Regions from separate parts of the Mus musculus genome. Here regions 2, 3 and 4 are each linked to region 1. The links are chromatin contacts, called in public promoter capture Hi-C maps. All regions are on one chromosome and are shown on one strand. The core of a region is the stretch at or near the end of the contact, and the rest is flanking DNA. Distances in the headings are between cores, read along the strand shown.

Region 1 (4,489 bases), core at 1,071-3,570:
TTACTGATTATGCCTGGTCTGCCTGGAGCTGCTATTCATTGGCAGGCCTCTGGCTCAGCCACTTACTGTCTACTCCCAGGTCTCCTCGAGGTTCCCAGTCGCCCTCTGCTGGGCTTTGCCGACCATCTCTAGAGGCAATGACACTTCTTCAGATCAGCCTGGCAAGGACTCCATAACTTCTGTCAGACTCCACAGAAGGACACAGTCATTTTCCCACTGCCATTAGACCCCACAGAAGGACACAGTCATTTTTCCACTGCCATCAGACCCCACAGAAGGACACAGTCATTTTCCCACTGCCGTGCCTTCCTCTGCTTCAGGCTCAGAACTCTGACTCCCCAAAAGCCATGTCTAAAAGTTGATTTTGTCATTTTTCATCTGTTCCTCTTGTGTGTCTCATAGGATTACACTCCCAGACTTCTAAACCAGCCCGATCCTACTTACACTCCACCACCAAAAAGATTTGTTCTGGGTTTTTCTCTTCTTTGGACTGTAAACTTGTGAGGCGTCTGACTTTGATAGGCAGCCATAACAAATTACTCTAAGCTGGATGGCATAGACAACAGAAATGTATTGCCTTACAGTTCAGGAGTTTGGGAATATAAGGACTATGAATTCCTTTTGCCTATTTTCTGGGGCTTTGACAGGTGACCTTTGTTTTCTCTAGCTGCAGAAACATCATTACAAGGAGTTATTATCTTCACCTGTGGCTTTCAGCAAGCAAGCACTCAAGCTAAGCTGGGCTAGGACCCACTCTCCGAGCCTATTCTTAGCACAGGGCTTCAAAATTAGAACTTATTTTCTTTATTTCAAAAGACCCAGAGATGCAATCAGATGGAACTTAATTTTTAGTGAACATTTACTAAAAATATGGTTGAGACACTGGTTCTAGATCCTTAGGATGTTATTCATTCATTCATTCATTTATCTATCCATCCGTCTGTCTTCAGCTACAATCATAATAGGACATAGTAGGTGCTTAATAAATATTTGTAAATGAATTCATTTCACAGTCATGGAGGGTGTCACTTATTGCCTAAATAAGTTTAAAAATATTTTCCTGACTTCCGCAGCAAGCCTCACATTTCCATCAGTAGAAGATTTTCTTAAAATTACATAACACTGCACTCATAGTGCTGGGTAACATTATGAATTCTGTGCCCATAAACAATCCAGTGCCTCTCCTTCAGCCTTAACAACTACTGATTCACTTTATGCTTCTGCAGATTTGCCTATTTTGAGATACTTCATACAAATGGAACTCTCTAAGGCTGGGGAGATGGCCCAGAGGGAAGATGACTGAAAGAGTAAAGTGGAGAGTGGTGGAGGACTCCCAACATTAACCATACACCCACATGTACCCACAGGCATGTGAACATGATTACCACATGAATGTATAGTATATCACATGTGAATGTAATTATACAATGTGGTTCTTCTTCTCCATGCCTAGTCTCTTTATATTTAGCAAATTGTTTTCCAGGGTCACCCCTGATTTAGTAGGTATCACATTCCCTTCCCTTTTACGGCCTAATACTGTTTCACTGTGCTGATATTCCACATTTTGTTTACTCATTCATCCGTCAATGGGCATTTGTGTTGTTTCCCGATTTGCCTGTTAGGTACCTGGTTGCTATGCTCATTTGCCTAGAAGCATCTGTGAACTTAGCTTTCCAGTTCTTCTGGGTAGGTATGACAGTGATAATTTTGGTTTAAGATCCAGTTCGTTTTCCGGAGCAGATGACCGTTTTATATTCCCACCTGTCACAGAGAGTTTTTCTCTGTCCAACTCCAGTCATTGTAGTGGGTCCAAAGCAGTGTCTCACTGGGGGCTTGGGGTTGCCTTGTCCTCGTGACTCAGGGCACGAAACGTCTTTCCATGTGTCTGTTTGCCTTTCTGAGGAAGGTGAAAGCTCCGTTACACACTAACAGTAGGAAATAAGGGAGTTGAAAGGGATTTGCTCAGCGGCTTTGCCTGGACCTGGGGTGTGTGGATGTCCCTGATACACGCCGGATTCTAGTTTAACCGCAGAAACAGATCTGGTCTGAGCGTCAGGAGATTTGGTTATTGGGGGAATTTTATTATCTGATTTAACAAATTCCATCCCTTCGGCTGATCGTCAGTTTCCCCTTCCCAGGACTTGAGGCAAAACTACTTCAAAGACCCAAGCCTCTCTAGGAAGTGAGAACTCAAGAACTCTATGTCCAAGAGCGCCAGTTCGAAGTTTGCCCCGCCCTCTCGTCCCGGTCTCTCGCGGCGCCGGAAGTGCTAAGTTCTTTTTTTGTCGCTCCGCCCTCGGCCCGGAAACACTTTCTTGGCAAGATGGCGGCTGTGTCGGTGTTTCAGCCACCGGTCGGAGGCTTTTCTTTTGATAATTGTCGCAGGTGTGTTCATGCCCGGGGGCGCGATCGGGACCCGAGTGGGAACTCTGTACGCCGGATCGGAACTGGGCTGCGGCCGGGGTCGGGGGCGTGAGGCGAGCGTGGGGATGGTGCCCGCGGCCGTGTGACTCAGGGAATCGGGCCCCAGCGCGGGCTGCTTCTGAGGCCGGCGCGGCCCTCTCCCCTTGCCAGTGTGTAAGGATTTGGACTTTCCTGTGGCTTTGGAGGGATTGGGTCACCGCCCCGATCTGTAATTCCTCGCCGATGGTGCTAATAATGGGAGAATCCAGTGATCACACTGGGGTGGAAGAAAATTGAGTTCCTTCCTAAGCACCCACTCTTCTCGCCAGTGGTCTTGTCCTCTAACACTTGATTTCTGTGCCTTCCCTTAGGAATGCTGTCTTGGAAGCGGATTTCGCAAAAAAGGGGTTCAAGCTCCCGAAAGCTCGGAAAACTGGCACTACCATCGCGGGGGTGGTGTATAAGGTAAGCCTAGACAGGCCGACCGTAGCGGTAACTGACCTATTAACCGTAGTTAGACCACTTGGACTCAAGCTTCCAGCTAGAACTGTCAGAGTGCATCATGAGAATCGGCTTTTATTAGGGAATGCCTTGATCAAGAGGTTTTACATGTTAAATAGTTTGTATTTACTCATTTTGAAGTTTTACACATGAGGGCAATTTGGCTTTTCCTAAGGTACTCTAGGAAGCAGGATGCTACAATGGGAAAGCACAGAATTTGGGATTAATTGGTTTGTTTAGATGTTTAATGCTTCCATACTGTTTCTAGTGAACTACTTGGGCAGTTTAGTCCCCCCCCCCCCCCCCCCCTTTGAGACAGGGTCTCATTATATAGCCCCGATTGTTGTAGATCAGGCTGCTTTAAACTAGAAATTTACCTGCTTCTGCCTCCACAACGTTGGGAGAGCCACTCTGCCCTCAGCCTTTTTTTTTTTTTTTTACAGAGTTAAATCTCTATCCATCAAATGGAGATAAATCCTGAAATAAACTGTAAAGATAATAAAGGCTAGCGATTAATGTTGTTAGTGGGGTGAAGAGAGTCACATTTCAAAAACTAATAGAGGTGACTGTTTCCTAAATTTTCTCTGTGTATGTGCTTGTACATATGCTATGGGACAAGTGTAGAGGTCAGAGAACAACTTGGTGGAGTCCATTCTGAGCTTCATGTGGCTTCTTACAATGGAATTCAGTTTTCCAGGCTTGCCCGACTAGTGTATTGTACTTGCTGACCTATTTTGTTGGAAATATTTTGTTGGAAAGATTGTGGGTCTTCATTCCACATTTTTTCTTTCCAGTTTAGCTCTGTGATTTAAAAGGAATTTACTGAATCGTTGCGCCTTGATTGAAGATGGAAATGAGTCTTAATCACCTCAAGAATTAGCCATTGACATTTATTAAGGATGTACTAATAATGTAGGACAATAGTTTTGGTAGGAATTTTGACTGGGGATATGGAATTCTGGGAGCAGAGAATGGCCAACATTGTTTTTCTTAAATACTATCTTATGTATATAAATTGTTGAAAACCTTTTTTCTCTAAAAAATAGGATGGCATAGTTCTTGGAGCAGACACGAGAGCAACTGAAGGGATGGTTGTTGCTGACAAAAACTGTTCAAAAATTCACTTCATATCTCCTAATATTTAGTAAGTATTGTTGAATTTGAACTACTCTGAAATCTTCTGGCATGTTGGGACTAAAAATGGACCATTACCATATCCTCTCTGCAACCTGCTTGCTGTTGAGACTGTTTTTTTAGCTCTCTTAGAGGTGTTTTGGGCTGGGATGTATGTCATCATCACTGCAGGAGATGGGAGTGGTGGTGAGGCCTGTGATTTCAGCACTGGGGAGGTGGAAGCAGGAAGGTCAGGAGTTCAAGGTCAAGGCTATATAGTGAATTTGAGGCTAATCTAGGGTAAATGAGACTCTGTGTCAAACAAATAGCTTAAGACATAACTTGTCACCTGTACTCCTCATGGTGGAGTCCTCCTATTGCCTTAGTCTTTTTGAGTTGGTCGAAAGTTCTGCTTCCCATATGCCTCTTGAGTCCCTTCCCTCCTGGTTTCTTCTCTGCTGTGACCTTCATT
Region 2 (4,489 bases), core at 1,431-3,930, 680 kb after region 1:
TGCCTGCTTGTGGGCCAAATACTGGGGTAGAAACTAAAGTAGGAAACCCAGAGACAGGGCAGAGGATCAGTGAGTTAGTACTATATAGGTAAACCTAGATCAGTGTGTTGTTCTGATTGTGGGAAGCTAGGTCCTAATAACAGCACTATGCAGCAGGCTCTCAGAGTCCCTGAGCCCAGAGTCATCAAGTTCTGGAAATCATGCAAACTCTTTACCAGACATCAGCATCTCTAAATACCACTATGAGTTTCTTTCTTTCCTTTTTTTTAAAAAAAAAAAAAAAAAAAAAACACAAAACACTAAATTCACTTTTCTTTCTTTTTTTTTTTTTAAAGATTTATTTTTATTATATGTAAATACACTGTAGCTGTCTTCAGACACTCCAGAAGAGAGCATCAAATTTTGTTACAGATGGATGTGAGCCACCATGTGGTTGCTGGGATTTGAACTCAGGATCTTTGGAAGAGCAGTCAGCCCTCTTATCTGCTGAGCCATCTCACCAACCCCACAATGAGTTTCTTAATCAGGGTTTCTGTTGCTGCAACAAAACACTATGACTAAAAAGTAAGTTGAAGAAGGGAGGGTCTCTTCAGCTTACACTTCTAGATCATAGTCTACTATTAAAGAAAGTCAGAACAGGTACTCAAGCAAGTCGGAACCTGGAGGCAGGAGCTGATGCTGAAGCTGTGGAAGGGTGCTGCTTACTGGCTTGTTTTTATGGCTTACTCAGCCTGCTTTCTTATGACACTCAGGATGACCAGCCCAGCAGTGGTGCCACCCACAATGGACTGGGCCCTCCCCCATCAATCACTAAATAAGAAAATGCCTTAAACAGGCTTGCCTGCCTGATCTTATGAAGAGCATTTCATTTGTTTGTTTTGGTTCGGTTTGATTCGGTTTCTGTTTTTGTTGTTGTTGTTGTTGTTTTGTTTTGTTTTTTGTTTTTTGAGACAGGGTTTTTTGTATGTCCTGGAACTAGCACTGTAGCCCAGGCTGGCATCAAACTCACAGAAATCCACCTGTCTCTGCTTCCTGGGTGCTGGGATTAAATGCAGTCACTACCACCACCATCACCCAACATGAAGGCATTACTTAATTAAGGTTCCCTCCCTATCCAGTGACTCTGGCTTGTGTTGAATTGACATAAAATTAAACAGCACAATGAGCATACAGCTAGTATTGTCCTGTTCTCTTTTCCTAACTGGGAACCTGGAAGATTTGTAATGTTCTGTCTAGTACAGTGCTAAAGGTGACTCTGAGAAAACTGGTGTCCTCTTGGCTACTCGTGAGCTTCTCATGTGCTGTAAGTTGTCCCTTGCCTGGCCCAAAGAAAGGGGTCAAGCTAAGACTGTGACAAAAGTACACAGGAAAGACATCTTAATATTTTAATGAATAATATGATGGAGTGCTGCTGTTTTTGTGTTTCTAGATTTTAAAAAAATGTCATTTGGACAATGTACATCAATGTTATTTGAGGGTTTTTGTTGTTGTTGCTTTTTCCCCCTTCTTCCCATTCTGAGGAGAAGCCTATGGAGTCTGGTGGGGGAAGGGTTTGCAGCTGGCAGGAGCCTTGGCATATGCTGTAACTAAAAAGAGAGGGAATGTGTTGGTGGGACAAGCTACCGGAGAGCTGTCTCGGTGTGCTGCGGTACTCGTAAGTGTTCTAATTGGGAAGAATTTTTGGAGGACTATTTTGACATCTGCTCATGTCTTTGCTGATTTTTCTTCACTTAGAGTAGGAAACACAAGCTGTGGATAAAATGGCTTTAAAATAATTAGAAGAAAAGATATCTCTCCAAGTTGAATTCACCAGGGACACTTCTTAAGGAATGGGAACTAAAATCCACTTCTAGGAATCTGTCCTGAAACACAGAACTTCCAGCCTTCAGACTTTATGACCATGTGATATATATTAATGTCTTAAACACTTGAGGTAATTTTCAGCCAAGTGGCCTTGGTTGAGTTTGCTTCCATGTAGCAGAACACTCTGGAGCAATTAGTAACTGTCACTTAGCTTTTAATGAAGTGGAGTATTGCTTATGCTGTAATCAACATGAAAAACCAAGGGGGGCGTGGGGGGGGGGGGCGACGCAGTGCAAAGGATTTAGAGCAGAGGTAGAAAGAAGAAACGCAAAAGGGAATAGTTTAGAGTGATGGCTCCAAATGGTAAGCTCCGGCTTTCTGTAGAGGAAGCATATGTAATTTTTATATTACAAAAGGCAAGTCTGGTTTCGCACAACAGAAAGCAGGCCCAGAGAATCAGCTGTGACTGCCCACATGTAAAGGTGCTCAGTATGAATCCTGGGATTCTGGATCCATGAATCTGCTCTCTTCAGAAAAGTGTTAGAGTTAGACTAACCACAACCAGGACTGCTATCCTCCCTAGCTATGTGGCATTAGGCAGTTTGCTTTGTCTCTGAGCCTCCACCTTTGCCTTGAAGATAATAGGCTCTTGCCAGCATGATGTTGAAGAGAAGTGAGCTAACACACTCAGGAACCATCCTTCTCCACCAACACTCGCAACCACAGCCTTTCAGGAGAGAGCATCCTCTAGCCAAGATGCCTGTGATTCTTTCCTTGGGAACTATGAGCTTCAGGAAGCCCCTTGAGCCCATGCCAGCCCCTTTAGAAGAGGCCTTGCCACCGGCAGGGCAGCATTGTCCCATGAGAGGAAACTGCCGACCCAGCTCCTGCCTGGAGCCCAGTGCTGGAGACAATTCGGTTACTAAGGGGACCCTGGCCTGCTAAGTCAAGAAAGGAGGCCAGGGTTTTTCCTCTTCTTCAGCCTGCAGCCATTGTTGAAAAAGTAAACACTCCACACAGCTTAACCGGCAAGTCCTCCAGCCAGGAGTGGAAGGAAATCAAAAGCCTGTTCCAGCCCAGCCTCATAGAGCCTACAAGGGCTGATCTGTGCTGCTGAGGCAGCTCTGGGAACACAGAGAGAAGGCCCAATTCTGACCCACTCTCAACACCCACTCACAGAACCTTTAAGCCCAGGACTGCTCTCCAGTGGCCATTGCCTCCTGCCCCTTCTGTTTGGAGCTATTGGGAGGGTCAGATGAGGCAAGGCAAGAGATACTGGGGTATAGTGGTCCTCAGTTCAGTACCTGCAGCCTGGTGTCCCTCATCTATGCTCTCTGATCCTACCTCTGATGATAATCATCAGCCTTTGAAGTAAGAGCCAAGATGTTGCTTCCAATAGGCTACAGCTCTTCTGTCAACACATTACAAAGTAATAACTGCCATGTATAAGACCTCCTGAGTGCCTAACCCAGGGCATGTATGAACTCTGCTCTTTATAACAGCCTAGAACAGTGTTTCTCAGTCTGTGGGTCATGACCACTTTGGCAAACTTCTATCTTCAAAAAAATATTTATATTAAGATTCATAACAGTAGCAAAGTTACAGTTATGAAGTAGCAACAAAAATAATCATATGGTTGGGGTCACCACAACATGAAGAGTCACAGCACTAGGACAGTTGAGAACCATTTGTCTAGAGGGGACTGGTAAGAAGTGAGGGGCACATATATTCTAGTTTCACAGATAAAGCCACTCAGTCAGATGTGCCACTGTAAACAAGCTTTGTCACTTCATGGAGCCTCCCTTTCTTATCTCTGAAATGAGTGGTAACATCACTCCTTCCACCTTCTAATGGAAAAGAAAACACCAGTGGAGCAGGCATTTGTGAACTCTGAAATGTGTATGTCTTTAGTGGCCGAGATGATTGTGGTTGACCTTCCTGTAACTTCCTTATGATAAGGTTGCTAAGTCCTGAAGTCCTCTGTGAGTCTCAGTGTGCTCCTCTGCAAACAGGGCCTGTGCTTGCTAAGTCACAGTTCTACACAGCGCTCAGCAGCTGTGTTATTAACATCTTCTCATTTGCACCCAGCCTTCGAATAAAGCAGCAGTTAATAGAACCGTGGGCTTCAGAAGAGAGAGGAAATACATCTTGTTGAACCTCTCTGGTTCTCCACCAATGGAAAGTACTTAGTAGATGCTTGCAAGATGATGCATAGGCTCCTGGAAACGTCTATAGCAGGAGTTAGAGACTTTGTTACATGGAAAGATTCTAGGATTCAGTTTCTTGAGATTTTTTTTTTTAATCAGCTGTTAATGACATGTTCTTTTATCAACTGTTTAAAAGTCTCTGACAAGCATAAGCCATCCCCCCCATAGGAAATTCCTTGAAATGTTTATTTAGGTACCTTGATGTCCTAGAAGCTAGGATCAGAATATCAGCAACAATTTTCATATATATACACGCACACACACTGTGTGTGTGTGTGTATACACATACATGTAAAATGACAACAGAGTGTCATTTTTCTAGCTGTTTGGCTTAAGGAATGTTACCTAGCCTCTGTGAAATGGCTTTTATCCCTGAGATTTATTGGTGGAAGGGGCAGGTGATGATGCAAATCAGAGAATTTTTATGACAGTTAAAAGAACAACAAAGATGAGCCATGTATTTCTGGGGCTATGGCAGA
Region 3 (4,489 bases), core at 628-3,127, 630 kb after region 1:
AATAGTCAGAAACTATGGGTACAAGGGAATCTCAGCCCCTTCAGAATTCTTATTTTGCCACCAGGTTCTATTATTTGGGACCATTTTGTGTGGGAACCACCACTAGAACCAGATAATAGAATAGGTTGCTAAGTGCATCCACCCCACAAAGAAAATTAGAAAACTCTTATAAAAAGCCAAAATGATAAGAGCTGGTAGCCAAGGTGACTGGATGAACTGGTTGTACTAATCTAGATGAAGAGTAAGCCAGGCTACATAGCAATTAGAGGGTTTGTATAGCTCAGGGACTACTAGAGAAGGTCAGAGATGATATCTCCAGAATAAATGTCTACATCACCTTCATGTAGACCCACACACTCAGTATTTCGTAAAGCAAACCCTTGGCCTTTCTTAAGATACTTTTACATTAACCTTTCTGAGCCATATATTCAGTGTATGAAGTGCTATGTAACATACATTCTTGTGCATACTCATATGTCCACAGGTATATTTGCATGTGTGTATGTCTATGGCATCTGTGATTATCATATTCCCATTAGTTTTTGTAACAACCCCAGGAGCAACTTGGTTTCATTACCCTTTTGTACATAAAAATACTAACAACCAAAAAGTTGAAATGCCTTGTATAAGATGAGCTGAAGAGATAAAATTAAAAACCACTTCTTTTGGGAACAAGACCCTCTGGCTACCTCATACTGCTTCCTTGGTAACTCTCCACTTGTCATGAGTACCTCATGACACTTGTGCACCCAGAAAAATTCTTGGCTTGATTCCAATGACCATAGATCTGAGTGCGTGCTTGCTGTTGCCTTCACATGCACACAGCTAAGCTCTTCACTTCAGATTTCATAAGCAACAGCCCCCCCCCCCACACACACACACACACTACCACCATGTGCCCAGCTCAAATCTTGGCACAAGGGATGCACACCTCCCTCTCTTGGCCAATGCCCCTTCCTCTACCATTGTCAGTGCTTTGTTAGACTTCATGTCTGCCCAGTCTCCCCAGCTACCTTGATCAGAGTGTGGGGGTAGGACTCTGAGCCAGCACAATGGCTTCAGGGGCCATGGGCTGTACTTCTTCCAGCTTTCTGTTTCTTGACTGTAACTGCCCCCATTATAAGTTAGGGGTGCTAGAAGAACTTTCGAAACCCCAGACTCTCCAGCTAATTGATGTAAAGTCATATTTACTTCACTAAGGGATTTATTTAGACTATCCAGGGGATGGGTGAAGAAAGCACTATTCGATGGCAAATCAATTATGCAGTTGAGTTTCCACATGTAATTATGAATAGATCCCATATATAATTACATTAGTATGCATTAATGTAATTATAGTTTACAATTAAAATTTTTCTAGTATACCTCATTTAGAGAAAAGAAAAAAACTAACACAAAGCTATTTTTTCCGTTTCTTCTCAGCTAGACAAACACACATTTTCCCCAGAGAATGTAGGACTTGGGTAGGGTCTGTGTACTGATGCCCTGGACAAGTGGTAGGTGATAATTGTGTCTTGTCGCCACACCCCCAGCTTGGCCTTTGTAGATGTTTCAGTGTTCACGAGAAGTCCTGGATCCTTTCCCAACCTTGCCTGCCCCATCATACTCACTCATACAGACAGCAGTCCATTGTCTGTGCACACCATCTGCTCTGGTGACCTGAGAAAGGACAGTTTGTAGCTGAGACACATTTTCAGATTTGCTTTAATTTTCACTTCTTTTTGGAGGAACTCCACCTTAACATGGCTGTGTCAGCCCAGGCGGTGGCCAGGCATCTTACCAGCATGTGCAAAGCTTTCCTGGTTCTGCACGAGAACAAACTAATCCTGTTTGCTTATCTGTAGCCCTTGAAGCAAAGAAGAGAGTGGCAGTTTAAGGAGGTTTGAAACACTGGACTTGAGCCAGGGCCTCTTTGCCTGCACACTCCACTCTGCATGTTCCAGCCGTAGGAACAAACTGCATTATTTTGTTTCAAACTGTGCTCAAGGGAAGCCAAGACCTTGTAACTGGAAACTTCCCAAACAGTGAAGTCTAAGACTAAATTTAGTGTTCTATTTAAAAAATAAAATAAATCGAACATTTTGTTTGTTCATCTTTTATATGTTGAGAGAGGGGGTGGGGTTGAGATTAACCTAGTCACACTGACAACCTAAGAAGAGTATTCAAAGAAGTGAGAAGCAAGCTAATCCTTTTGGTGAAGAGGGAAATCCTTAACAAAATGTAATGAAGTGGCATGAAATACAGGCTCAGCAGCCAAACTCACGAGTAGCATAGCCTCTCTAATCTCCATTACATAAAATTTTATCGTGGCTCAGAGAATATGAAAAACCATTCAAAGTAAATGAAAGAAACCTCCACTGATAGGAAGCAGGAGAAAAGATTGCTATGTTTTATTTATGTCGGTTTTTAAAACATAAATATAATTCACTGCTTTTTGAACTGTATTCATTTAATTATGTGTAAGTTGGTTTTCTTCTGTTTACCTTGAACTGTAACTGGAGCAAGAAGAGCCTTGTGATGTCGAGGAGACTATAATACAATAGTGTGTTAGCAGTAGAGTGTGTGATTCTTTAATACAACCTCAGCCCACCCCAGTTGCCACACTGATTTTTATCCTCCTCTGTTGCCACTTCTGTAGTTGGAACAAACACTGAACACCTGCTTTGGACTAGACAGAGCATTCAGATTATAAGCAATTCCAAATACTGTTAGAAACACCCAGGATCCATGCTTAAAAAGCAGGTTCACAGACAGCATCTCCAAACACTTCAGTTCAAAAGGTCTAGTGAAGAACCCAGGATGTTTTATTTTGTTTTTCCAGATTTCCCTATTGATTGATATGCAACCAGATTTGGGTTCATGGAGCATACTGTTCTTCCCCTCAGGAACAATATTAATTTGTTGGTATTGTTGGTTATGTACCACTGGTTCATCTCCACTTAGAACTGTATAACTGAGATTGTACATGTTTGTTTAGAAAGCAGTCGTGAAGACAGACTAGCACTTAGTTCTTTGAGAGATCTTCTCTTTGTGAGTTTTGGTTGTGGCCTTGGCCAGTCTAGAGAAGGGCATCTCTAGGCATAATCCAGCTTCTCATAGTGCTGTGGAGGCTAGAGCAACCCACCATGTGACTCAGGATGCATTGGTGAAAATAGATCTAGAAGCAAGATAGGGATTTTTAGCCACTTCGTTAAAACATACCTAAAATTATATTACTTGAGCAATAGGGGCAATTTGCAGAATAAATATATTTTTTTCTGTGGTAGGGGTGGGGAGCAGTGTGTCTGTGTATGTACAGTTGTACTCACCTGAAAGTGTATGTGGTAACTAGAACCTGACACTGGGATGCCTTTTCTCAATCATTTCTCTACATTATTACTATTTGTTATTTTGAGACAATTTATCACTCAACCTGAATCTAGTTGTTTACACTAGGCTGGCTGACCAGTGAGCCCCAGGATCTTCCTGTCTTCAGCCCCCAGCTCTGGGTTGCAAGCATGTACTACCACACCCAGCTTTTTTATGTGTTCTAAAGCTCTAAATTCAAATGTTCAAGCTTATGCAACAATCTGTTTAGCCACTGAAATGTCTCCAGCCCTGGGTATTCTTTAGGTTTTAGCAGAAGAGATTATTTCTTATGACTTATAACTCATACCTCTACCCAAGAAACACAAATGGGCAATATTAAAATTACTTCCCTCTTAATATGTTTGAAAATCTCTAAATGGGGCCCACTTTGGCACACATCTCAAAGGCATTTGTTAAGGAAGCAACACTGAAGCACTTTGTACTATGTTAGTTGGACGAGGATTTATCATTTCCTCTGATGATTTTGAAAGTGGCATATATGGTCACTTTGGAGTGCTGGGAGACCAGGCCATGCACACAAGGATTTGTACAAACATAAGAGAAAATCACAGGTTTGCTTTTCTCCTAGCTTGTTGGCTACTGAATCTCCCAGCTAGGTGCCTCAGACAGTCCTGTGGGTAGAATCTTCCTACGAAAAAGGACAGCAGGGTTGGAGGAGAGAGAATCAGACTTTAAGTCAGGGTCATTATGTTCTGACACTGCCTGTCTCTGCCATATATTTAATCCCCTTACGCCATTTTTAGCCACTTGGCCATGGGCAAATTGACCTCTGACATCTCTCTGCTTCTTACTCTAAAAGTGGGACTGATAAGGGTTCATGATCATAGAAGAGGTAAAACCATAACCCAGCACTGATTATACACTATTCATTCTATGAATGCCACTTGTCACTGAATGTCATCTTTGTAGGCAGTGACCTATGACCTAACTTTCAGAGTCAAAGAAGGTGGTAGAGATCCTGGAACATTTTGCATGCTCTGTGTGTATGACTGATGGTGGTGACAGTGAAATCCTCAAGCCACAAAGAGTAATCATAACAACATGAAGGTTTTGTGTCTCCAGTCATGTCCTACAAGTCACTAAGTCACTGACTGAAGGGTCATTCAACAGAGCTTGAGTG
Region 4 (4,489 bases), core at 1,180-3,679, 540 kb after region 1:
TACATCTGCCCATGTGTTCTTTGATTCTTTCTTTAGTGTTTGTGGGTTTTGGTGTACACCTGTTTTGTTAGATTTATAGCAAGGTTTCTTTCCTAGTTCTTTGCATTTTCTTTGGCTTGCCAGTGTAAATCATATAATTGAGAACCTGAATGCTGAGTTTTCATTGTGTTTTGTTCTACCTTTGCAATTTTTTTCCCCTGATGGTGTTTTTCTCCTATCATTTGGAAGGTCTTTGGCAAGAAAAAGATTGTTTCTTGATGTTTGTTCTTCTTTGAGTCATCATCTGTTTGTGATCTCACAGCCCTTGCACCATTTTGTAATTATGATGTCAAAAGCAAACAGCTTCAAAGGATGCAGCCCGGTAGATGTGAAATCTTGTCTGGGCAGGAGCTGGTCAGAAAGCCTGTGCTTTCCTCCTTCCTTCACTGGTGTCAGGGCCTCAGCACTGCTTTCTTTTCCTTTGTGTATGGGAATGACATTCAGTTTCTCTTCTAAAAATCTAGCCTGAACTACGAATTAAAATTAACTTCTATTTGATAGAAACGAAGTTGCATCATAAACATGCAAGGAACTTCAATGTTTTCTGCTTTTAACTTTAGACAATCAAATAACTAAGAAGTTTTGGGAAAAATAAGAGCAGCTGTTACCCTCATTAGATTCCCTCCAGTGGTTTTGTACCAGCCCATCTGTATTTTATTGCTGTGTACCTCACTCACTTGGAGCACAGCATGCCTAATACTTTTAGCATTCACCATCCTACTCAGTTCTTGTGACAACTGGGTAAATGACAGATGACAATGCAGAGTTCAGTGATCTGAGGTTCTGTGGCTGCTCTGTTGGCAGGACTTGAACACAGATCCTCAGTGCTGATCCCTGGACCTTTTTATTTTGTCCTCTAAGACTGTTTCCAACTTTATTAGCTCATGGAACATTTTGGGGGGTGGGGGTGGGGTGATGAAATACATTTTCAAATCTGTAAAAATTTCTTGGAGCTGTCTCCTCAAAATTGCTTTGAATGTCCTTATAAAGTTTTACAGGCACTAAGTGTTTTCAAAGGTCTGTTTCTATGGTCTCTCTGGATAATCTATATTGTGGGACCTGGAGAGATGGCTTATTGGTTAAGAGCACTTGTTTCTCTTGTGGAGGACCTGGGTTCAGTTTCCCAGCACCAGCTTACAAGTACCAGTAGCCAGTTCCAGGGAATATGATGGTTTCTTCTGATTTCTACCATTTGCACAGAATGCACACAAGCATTCTTGTCTGTGAACACACACAGAACAGATACTGTATTTATAAATTGCGCGCACACACACACACACACACACAAATATGCAGGTAAAACATTTATACATAAAACAAGTAAATCTTAAAATCTCTTCACTTGCTCTCTATTTTTTTTTTTTTTTGATATTCCTTATTGGCTGTTGGGCACAAATTTATTACTGCCTATCTTGAGTGCTTGTACCTGGGTAATTGCCAAAGCCAGAGGCTCTTCCTTCTGCTATCATTATTCCTTCATGTTCATAAGATAGAGACAGGCACATAGATTCTGTGAGCTTCTTCAGATTTAGATTTAATTTTAGGTAAGTTACTACTGAGCTGTCTTGGCTCTTTGTGTAATGGGATTCCTGATGATAGCAGCTACCCTATATCATTTCAAAACAAGAACTAAGCCACTGATAAAGACTAGTCATTAGTAACAACTTGAAGTTTTTATTGCACAAATATGTGTGGATGGGCCACACTTGAGCCAGGCCTCATATACAGAGATGGACTCATGAAGGAACATTGTACCACAGCGCAAACTTTGAAGTTGAAGTCTGCATTCACTCATAAGAAATCAGATTTTGGGCTGGAGAGATGGATCAGTTATTAAAGGCTAGGCTCACAACCAAAAATATAAGAAATCAAATTTTGCTGAAAATTAGTTTAAGCAAAAAATAGCAACTACATTTGGCTGTACAGTATTTCCTGCTTGCTAAATGCCCTGCCTAACTTTCCTTTTGTTATTTGTCATTTACCTGCAAGAAACCAGTTTTAAGCGATCACATAATTGCTCAAGTAAAAAAATCAACCTGAAGATGTACATGGCATAATTTGTGACTGGATTAAGTTATTCCCCCTTTGAAGTTGGCCACAGCCTAAAAGCACAAGTTGTTTACAAAGGAACCCATCGATTCTCCTTCTTTCTCTGGAAGCATCCGAGCAGTGAGACCCCGCACAGTCTGTTTGGCACAGTGGTGGCTCTCAGCTGGCCAGGCCCTCCTGCTGCTGAGCAGAGGATGCACCAGAGCTGGTTTGTGGCAGGGAACAGCCCACCTGCAGATCTGCTTGTGCTTAACTGGGGCCTTGCGACCGCGCACTACTACAGCCTGCTGTTTCAGTTGCAATATCTTTCCCTTAATATTTTCCATCTGGCCAACAATGACCTATAAAGACAGACACAAACCAGGATTTGAGTTATGAGGAGAGCGATGCTGAACCACTTCCAAAGCACACTGTAGAGCCTGTGGTCTAGGAAGCTGCCTTTGCATGCTGGAGAGAAGCAGACTTTTTTTCCCCAGGTCAGTTTGCAAAGCATTGTCACATCAGAGACCTGGGCTTTAAAGCTTTCAAGCATTTTAAAAGGCTTTGTAAAATCTGTCTGTGAATATCACTGAATGTTAGCATTTAACTCACAATTACACTACTGATAGTGAAGATTTTGAACAAGAATATAATGAGGGTCACAAGAGTGTTTCATATTCAACTTCTAAATTTTCAGTTCTAGCTGAAGCTTTGACAATTAGGCTTATGGCATAATTGGTGTCTTGTACTGAGAGGTCCTGCAATGGCAGGTATGTTTGATGGTAAAAGTAAAAGTGGGTTGAAATTGTGACTTCCGTAAGAATTTCCTGAAGATGGATTTGTTCCTAGCTTTTTTTTTTTCCAGCCATTTTAAATGGTAATCTATAAAGCTAATTTTATGCTTCTAAATTATTAAAAACCCATTGAAAATACTAGTCAAAATCTGAATTTCAAGTTTGGGTTTTGACAGTTTTGTCAAAGGCCTTGGGGATGATCTCTGTTTATCTGCTGTTTGGTTGTTGGGGGGCGGGTTATTGTTGTTCTCCTCAGGCTTTTAGTTGTTAGACTGTCCTTTAGAGGAAAGAGCAAACTGTACCTCTCCTGGTAGAGTACTACCTGCTCTCTAAGAGAATAGGATCCAGATTCTGAGCACCGAAGCACAGGCTCTGCAGCCTTGGGAGCTCTGCTACTCAGTCCTCAAGTCCATGCTGCCCCCCTCCGCCCCTCTCCAGTCTGTAGCCTCCCTTTTGTTTTGAATAAACCCAGCCTCTTGGAAGGAAGCTTGGGAGATGTTCTTGGTTTTGTTTTGTTTTTGTTTTTCTGTTTTATGATTTTGTGTTCCCCCTTCTTCCCTGCTTCTCCTCCCTGTCCACCCTTTCCTCCCTACTCCTCCTCCCTGATCATGCCTGGTGGTTGACTCTTTGTATCAGAGTTGAAGTCACATTTGGCCTGGAGCCAGCCACATTGAGCACACACTGTTTGCTTTTCAGTGCCATTAAAGAGTGAAATTCCTACTTCAGGCTCATTAGGAAATTTAGGTGTGCTAGTTTAGAGGTTGATTAGATATTCCACAGGTGTGCACTCTTGGATCCTCCCTCTTTTGGTCTGTCTTGATGAATGGGGCTCGTTTTATAGTGTGGCTGAATTATATCTGAGGGCTAAGATGAGAAATGCAGGTTAATTAGAAGAGCCCAATTGACTCTAAAAAATGGGAGTGGGTACCAAGTGCTAAGAATACAAAGCCTAGACTAGTCCAGTGCCTTTAAGAATAATGAACTAAGGAAAACCTGGAATTTTCTTAGTATTTTGACCAGAAGCAAAGGTCATACTAGAGTAGATTTGATGTTAGATAATAGTCTGTTTATCAGGAATGGCAAATCATCAGGTCAGTAACTGTTGCCTGCATTCTACCTTGAGCCTAGCTGCAGTTAACAGTGGAGATAAAGAGATAAGTTGTGGATTATAGGAGCTATGATCAAACCAGTGATCTGAACATGTTAAAACTTGAATGCTTGTAAAAGCCTGAAGCCCTGCTGGGAGGAAGTATGCCTCACTTAGTAATGGTGGGAGGTGAGACCTCAAGGGCTACTAAGAGGATTCCCCAACATGGCTGGCAAATTGGAACAGAGATGATGATAAGGAAAATCACTCTGGGTAGGTTAGATAGCACAGGCCTATAACCAGGAGAGCCCAGAGTTTCTGCAGTGTCAAGCCATTCAGTCCCTGAACTGAGGGAGGAGGTTAAGAGCCCCCCCCCCCCTTCCTAAGATCAAGGATTTCACATGCTGTGGACATGGACTTGTAGCTTGATTCAGAAGTCAGTGAAGAACAGTCTGGGAAATCACCAGTCAGAGAGTGTCATAGTCATATTTACGTGTTACTACTTTGGTGACAGTTTTAGGACCCAGTTATAAGTGAGGTA

What was found. Promoter capture Hi-C pulls out the DNA fragments that hold promoters and counts their contacts.
Region 2: a contact with region 1 is called in a promoter capture Hi-C map of hippocampal neurons, with 4 times the contacts expected there. The contact joins the enhancer-like site here to the promoter of Psmb7 in region 1. A contact is called at or near these places in 10 of 39 promoter capture datasets (the 3T3-L1 cell line, 3T3-L1-derived adipocytes, the C10 cell line and 6 more), 1 of 484 Hi-C or Micro-C datasets (bone marrow-derived macrophages) and 3 of 115 datasets of contacts at active chromatin or transcription factors (embryonic forebrain, large pre-B cells and stem cell-derived neural progenitor cells).
Region 3: a contact with region 1 is called in a promoter capture Hi-C map of hippocampal neurons, with 2.6 times the contacts expected there. The contact joins the enhancer-like site here to the promoter of Psmb7 in region 1. A contact is called at or near these places in 9 of 39 promoter capture datasets (the 3T3-L1 cell line, 3T3-L1-derived adipocytes, the C10 cell line and 4 more) and 3 of 115 datasets of contacts at active chromatin or transcription factors (bone marrow-derived macrophages, large pre-B cells and stem cell-derived neural progenitor cells).
Region 4: a contact with region 1 is called in a promoter capture Hi-C map of second pharyngeal arch cranial neural crest, with 2.2 times the contacts expected there. The contact joins the enhancer-like site here to the promoter of Psmb7 in region 1. A contact is called at or near these places in 6 of 39 promoter capture datasets (HPC-7-derived erythroid cells, hematopoietic stem and progenitor cells, hippocampal neurons and 3 more) and 2 of 115 datasets of contacts at active chromatin or transcription factors (the NIH/3T3 cell line and bone marrow-derived macrophages).

Annotation. Positions count from the first base shown.
Region 1 is chr2:38,641,737-38,646,225 of GRCm38.p6, reverse strand. Psmb7 (proteasome (prosome, macropain) subunit, beta type 7) reads left to right here and starts at 2,320. Exons shown (of 8, transcript NM_011187.1): 1 at 2,320-2,385; 2 at 2,775-2,868; 3 at 3,951-4,048. The coding sequence starts at 2,324.
Region 2 is chr2:37,961,847-37,966,335 of GRCm38.p6, reverse strand. The region is part of intron 11 of Dennd1a (DENN/MADD domain containing 1A); the gene reads left to right. Among named protein-coding and RNA genes, the nearest start is that of Crb2, 190 kb to the right of the region's middle. Within about 2 kb of position 2,680, at least 35 of the 459 cell types and tissues checked have an H3K27ac peak or open chromatin away from gene starts, as enhancers often do. A contact at or near this core is called in hippocampal neurons, where this site is marked.
Region 3 is chr2:38,011,334-38,015,822 of GRCm38.p6, reverse strand. All of the region lies in intron 9 of Dennd1a (DENN/MADD domain containing 1A), which reads left to right. Among named protein-coding and RNA genes, the nearest start is that of Crb2, 240 kb to the right of the region's middle. Within about 2 kb of position 1,877, at least 59 of the 459 cell types and tissues checked have an H3K27ac peak or open chromatin away from gene starts, as enhancers often do. A contact at or near this core is called in hippocampal neurons and stem cell-derived neural progenitor cells, where this site is marked.
Region 4 is chr2:38,098,366-38,102,854 of GRCm38.p6, reverse strand. The region is part of intron 5 of Dennd1a (DENN/MADD domain containing 1A); the gene reads left to right. Among named protein-coding and RNA genes, the nearest start is that of Dennd1a, 190 kb to the left of the region's middle. Within about 2 kb of position 2,429, at least 29 of the 459 cell types and tissues checked have an H3K27ac peak or open chromatin away from gene starts, as enhancers often do. A contact at or near this core is called in hippocampal neurons and second pharyngeal arch cranial neural crest, where this site is marked.